Regions from separate parts of the Zea mays genome. Here region 2 is linked to region 1. A link is a contact called in public Hi-C data. All regions are on one chromosome and are shown on one strand. Each heading gives the region's core, a stretch centred on a gene start, on an enhancer-like site or on the middle of the called end of the contact. The rest is flanking DNA. Distances are from core to core; before and after follow the strand shown.

Evidence for each region. Hi-C and Micro-C count contacts between places; a contact is called where the count stands out from the background.
Region 2: a Hi-C map of ear shows a contact between it and region 1, with 1.7 times the contacts expected there. The contact joins the enhancer-like site here to the promoter of LOC100284775 in region 1. A contact is called at or near these places in 4 of 25 Hi-C or Micro-C datasets (ear, endosperm, leaf and 1 more).

The regions. Positions count from the first base shown.
Region 1 is chr3:50,055,174-50,058,156 of Zm-B73-REFERENCE-NAM-5.0, forward strand. LOC100284775 reads right to left here and starts at 1,695. Exons shown (of 2, transcript NM_001157670.2): 1 at 39-1,695. The coding sequence starts at 1,439.
Region 2 is chr3:50,287,275-50,290,450 of Zm-B73-REFERENCE-NAM-5.0, forward strand. It overlaps LOC103650063 (a long non-coding RNA gene), which reads left to right. Exons shown (of 2, transcript XR_563876.3): 2 at 160-959. Among protein-coding and RNA genes, the nearest start is that of LOC103650063, 3.1 kb to the left of the region's middle. Within about 2 kb of position 1,752, at least 10 of the 20 cell types and tissues checked have an H3K27ac peak or open chromatin away from gene starts, as enhancers often do. A contact at or near this core is called in ear, leaf and tassel, where this site is marked.

The sequences.
Region 1 (2,983 bases), core at 445-2,944:
GGGACTAAATATGCAAGTATTTTCAGCTGAGAGTGTACCTTCTCAGAAGGCCGCAACTTGCTGCTGGTGAACCCTTCAGAAACAAGTTTATTGACAACATCCCTCAGTCTCTCATAGTCCTCTGTGACATTGTAAACCTGGTGTGAGATCCTCACATACCCTGTCACTGGATCACCATTTTTATCCTTTGTCATCTCCTGTCCTTCCACCCTTCTTGAGTTGTAGTATACCGGCACCTCCACCTGGAAATCCTTTCTCAACATTGTCCTCACTCTCATTGCATCATCATCACTCTCAACACCAAGGCAACCAGGCATCCCCACCATAACCATGCTACCACACAGTTCCGGAGGTGAGCCAAGAAAAGTCCCCCATGCCTCAGCAAGCATCCTACCCATCTCAATAACTTTCTCATGATTCCGGTTTCGTATAGCCTCAATTCCACCCTCAAATCGATTCACAAAATCTATAGCCTCGGACACAACAAGCTGGGCACTGTAATCCCGTGTTCCAATCCATCCGCTCTCCATAGGCAGCCCATTCCCATACTCATGGGAAACAACAGGGTGATGGAGTTGGGAGGCTATCGGGTCATCCTTGCGAGTATGCAAAAAGGCCACAGCAGGGGGGCAAAAGAACCACTTATGAAGGTTGCTTGTATAGAAATCGGCTCCAATGTCGCGCACGTCCACAGGCACCTGCCCAATAGAGTGGGCAGCGTCAACAAATACCTTGTCAACGCCCTCTTCTCGACAGATGGCGACGAGCTCCTTGACTGGGATGACGACACTGGGCATGGAGGTAATGTGGTCGATGACTGCGAGCCTGACCCTACGCCCTCCTTCCTTGGCGACCGCGAGCGCAGCACGGAACTCGGCAATGATTGCGTCGGCGGACGCGACGGGGAATGGGAGGGGCACCTCGACGACGGTGGCCCCCGCACGCGCGACGTACGCGTGGATGGACTTCTTGACCGCACCATAGGCGTAGTGGAGCATCAGCACCGCATCCCCGCGCGCGAAGTGACCCTCGGCGAAGCTCCAGGCTGCGTGCTGCAGGACGATGGCGGCGGCCGTGGTGGCGTTATCGACGAGGGAGACCTCGGAGACGTCGCCAGCGCCCACCACCTCGGCGACGGCGGCGCGCGAGCGGAGAAGGCCCTGCTGGAGAACGTGGAAGTAGAAGGCGTCGGGCTGCGCGAGGAAGAGGCGCTGCCAGTGGGCCTGCGCGGCGAGGACCGAGGCCGGGCAGCAGCCGAAGCTGCCGTTGTTGACGCGCGCCACGGCTGCGTCGTGGTGTGCGAACTCGACGCGGATCTCGGCTTCCGAGATCACCGCCCGGGGGCGCTTCGACGGGGACGGGCCGTTACCGTGTCCGTTGTCGTTGCCGTGCCCATTCACGGCCGCGGCCGCGTCGTCAGGGGCCGGGTCCGACGCCATCGCCGGTGCGCTAGGGTTGGCTGGCCTGGATTGGGGAAGAGAGAGGTAGAATGGAGAGTGATACGAGAGAGACAGTGCGCGTGCCTGTTGAGGATGGATCAGGGTCGCCACTCGAGGCGGTCCGCGACGGGCCGGATTTGGGCCTCCCAGGTTCGTCAGCCGTTCGCCTGCGTCGTCTGCTGCGTGGACGGGCGCGGCGAGGGTCCCACGGCCCATCGACTGCGAAACGGCCGAAAGGCCGTAGAAAACAGGAGGCCACGCCTGCAACCGGGGTGCGGCACCCACGACGAGTCGACGACATCGCTGAGGGTTTGTTTGGGGAGTATTCATTCAATACACATGGATTAAAAGAGATTAGTCGGTTGTCCGTACGTTGTGACGGTTCACAACAATACTCACGTAAACTATCTACTAAAAAGATCTTAATATTTTTATTGATTGTCTCTGTTTTTCGCATATTTTTTTATTTTACTAACTGATGTTGTTGTTTAGTTCATCCAATATGTTTTGGTATAACACGGTTAATAAAGTAAGCGATTAAAAAAGAGTTCAGAACGACTAAGTAAAAAATAGAGATTATAGAAAAACATAATTCTACCATACAGATACCAAATAATAGGAAGTTTGTGAGCTCAAGTTTCTAAAATAAGTCACACGAACTCAAACTCATAAAAAAAGATACATCAAAATATTGAGTGTTCGCTAAAGCCAGTCATCAATAGAAACTGGATGCGCTCCATACAAATTATGGTACTTCGTAACAATTGCTAACGCTTAAAACCAACAAATAATCTTTCCTTTTTACTATTAGCGTGACAAATTATTGCTGCTCCATCCAATTTAGCAACTTCAAACAACATGGATTCCATTGTTCCAATGTGGCCTCAGAAACGAGCTAATGCACACAAGGGATGAGCAACTTGTGATTGTGTCCGCATGGGTCTCGAAATCCTAACACATATTTTACAGAATCCATGAGCCATCATCAGAAGAACACAAACCATGTACAGACAATAAATAAAGTACTAACACACCCAAATTATGTTCAGTCCTTAGAACAACAAAAAACTAACACCTAAAACAACAGAGGAACAACACAATAATTTTTGCAATGACAGAAGGATGGGTGACAGGTACATAGAAGTGGTAAAAGTATATCGAGTCGACACCGTGGTAAGGGAAAGGCCATGTAGACAGGCAATGTCGAGCCATCGAACGGGGCCATAGGCAGCAAATCAGGGACCCCCATCCCTCGCTTCCCATACTTCCAAGGTTTCGTAGAGCAGGAAGGAAGGGAAGAGGCGGCCATACATGTTCGTTGCCGGAGAAGGACACGACGTAGATCTGGGCATCTGGAGGCGACATAGGTAGTATACTACTAGATACATATAGGGAGAGAGCGCGCAAGCGAAGAAAGAAACCCAGCCGGAGCAGCTCCAAACCGAGAAGCATTTGCGCCAGGCGTCAGTCCGAGAAGGGCGAGAGAATGTGAGTGCCTTCCCTGCCCTAGACCCGCCGAGGCAACACAACACCACCACCAACTT
Region 2 (3,176 bases), core at 502-3,001, 230 kb after region 1:
TAATTGCTTTGGGACTAATGTTGGAGATATCCATATGTATCTGCGTCTAAGCATTTTTCATTTGTATTTATCATGTTTTGTCAATAGGGATACTTGTTTCTTGTAAGTCTGTTAGCATGTTTGAACCATAGCAATTGGCGGACGTGTGTAAAACTGCAGTATGATGGATTCCACTATTCATCAACCGAAATTATGGCGCGCTTCAATCGTGGCTACGCTGATGGGGAACTGATCCGTTATGGTGTGCTTGGATCGTGGCTGTGTGGAGATGTGTGGAACTCATTGGTTATAATGGTGATGCTGATGGAACTGATTTTGCTCCCGTTGGACGGCCTGATTGGTTACTTTGCCCTGTTGACTGTTTGAGAACGTACCGCCCAGGTTTACTTATACTTACTGCTTTTTGACGGTACTGTACATACAGTTCGACAATTTATTTATTGGCAGTTCAATTCATCCATTTAGCTAGGGGCACGAGAGCATGAGTTCCCCTGGAGATCAATTTCATGTTGCTTTTTTTTTGCGAAGTTCCATTTTCTATTTTCAATTTGATTAGGGCTAGTTTGGGAACTTATTCTTCCAAGGTTTCCTAAGGAAAATTAGTTCATTTTTTTTTTTGGGAAAATGAAGTTTCCAAAAGGGTTTCAAATCCATGGTGGTGTGGGAATTGATTGCAGTAAAGGCGATGGGTAAGCTGATACCGGTGGGTTGAGAATTAGACCATCAGTAGCTTACTCTTTCCCATATTTAAACTATAATCTACACTACAAAATAGTGCAAAAGGTGTTCATAGTGACCTATGAATAATATAATCTACACTACAAAAATAGTCCAAAAGGTGTTTGTAGTGACCATATATGGGTGTACATTGTACCTTTTTACATTGTATTTGTAGTGATCATATATGGGTGAACTACTGTACTTTTTTATATTGTAGATCGTATTATTTATAGTGTGCAGTTTGAATATAGGTAAGCTGATGGTCTTATTGCCTGTCAAGTTCATATATAATAGTTTTGGGATTAATTTTTTTTGCGTCATAGAAATTCATAAGCATGTGAGTTTATCACATATATACATCAGAATATTAACTAGAATATATTTAAAATTGGTTTCGTTCATATACTCGGAATTGTGCCCAGCGGGATTATATAATTTAACAAAGAACATGGTACAGAATTATAAGCCGTGACTTTATACCATTATATTAAACGTAATTGGGAATATTTAAATTGTTTTTCATTCTAATTGACTGCATTTTGTTTAAGTCTCAAGGGTGCCGTGCTTTTAATCTAGGGCCTAAAATTGGGTGATTAAGGGGCTGTTTGGTTCGTGGTCATACTTTACCTAAGGTTAGTCGTTTGAACTGAAAAACTAATCTTAGTCAGAAAAGTTAAGCAAAGTGTAGTAAGTTAGTCATCAAACCAAACAGGCTCTAAAAGCAAGTTAAAATCCACCGGAATTGACTGCATTTTGTTTGTCTTGTTTTCATCAATCCACCGGAATTCAGTGATTAAATCTCGCAAGTTAAAATTTTTCTTAATTTGCTCAATATTTTTCAGCGATATCCGTTCTTTTGAATGGGTCTATTCACAGAAGGTTTGGTTGTGAACACGAATATTCAATTGATATATGTGTACTTTTTAAAGGTATTTTATGGTTATTTAAATGTAGCTGCGTCTGCTCGTTGAGGTGTGGATCTTTCCTCAACACGGTGAGGTCATCCGTTTGACTGCTAGCCTAGGCGTGCTGTCCCGGATGGATGGTGGTTCAAATCCACCAAGATTCTTTAGTAGTCGGAACTTATTGCTCACCAAAGAACTTACCATTGCTTTAGGATGTTTTATTTTTGTATATAGGCTTAGCCGGTTAGGGCCTGTTTGGATCAGTTTATAAGAAACTGTTTTTTGAAAATTGAGGTGGTTCCAAATATATCACTAGACTTTCAAACAGCATCTTAGTTAAACAGGACCTTAGTTTTGATACGAGGCCTGCACTCAGCCCGGCGGCGATCAAAATCGAACGTGTGGGATCTCTGATATTTGACTAGGTCTGGTCGGTAGCAAACCAAACATGTAAGAATTTGTACATATACTCAACGTCTTAGAATTTGCAGTTTAGAGAACAGAGAGTTTTTGTTTTTGTTTTTGCTTAGTTCACGTCTCTTTCATCGAAGTGGCTTCTCATTTTTGCCTAGACTCTTTATTTTACAAGTAAGAATTTCTTCCTAGATTTTTATGATCCACGGGAATTTACACTGAATCTTTTGTCAGAAAAATGCAAGAATTTCATATAATCCAGTTTATTTTTATTTTTTGATAATAAAATTTCTCTAGTAAAAAAATGTTGTAGGGCCTAGGAGTTCTATAATTTATAATTCATACCGAATTATCAGCAATCTCCTTTATAGAAGTGATATATGTAGAAAACAAAAAAAAAAGATGGCATTCACGTTTTCTAGAAGTGGTGATAATTTGAATTTTGTCCAAAGTCGTACTGACATGTTCCGTGCGAAAGGGCGTTCTCAATGGGAAGAGGAAAACACTGTTTCCAAAGCTACCATCTCAAAAAACACTAAATCTCGTATTTTTCTTTATTAAATTGTATATTGTGTTATCTTATTTGTTTACGTGACGTATTATTAATAAAAATAAAACTCTTATGAAACTCCTATTAAGAATGACTTCATTTAGAGTAAAATTATAAAAAATTTACTAACATTTATGATATTAAGTATAATTATTATAATAATATTTTTGTTTATAGTAAATCTACTTAAAGTTAAGATACTTGGAGGCTCTTTGGATCCAAACAAGTTCAGCCAAAGTGACTAAAATGACATATTTTTATTATTTTAGTCACTTTTAACTAGCTTGGAATGTGATTGAACTTTATTAATGTTTGTTTTAGCACCTAAACAGGCTCTTAGATCATGGCTACTACTAATAGTTAACTACTAGCTAATATGTCATAACTACTATGTAACTACTATTACCCCTATTAGGACTAGTTTAGGAACTTCATTTTCTTAAGGAATTTCTATTTTTCAAGAGGACTTGGATAAATGAGGTTCCCAAACTAGTCCTTAACAAATTTCACTCGACTAGTAAAATAGTACTATTATTAGCTACTAGAAAAATATTGCTAACAATCAGTTAAACTATTAGCAACATGTA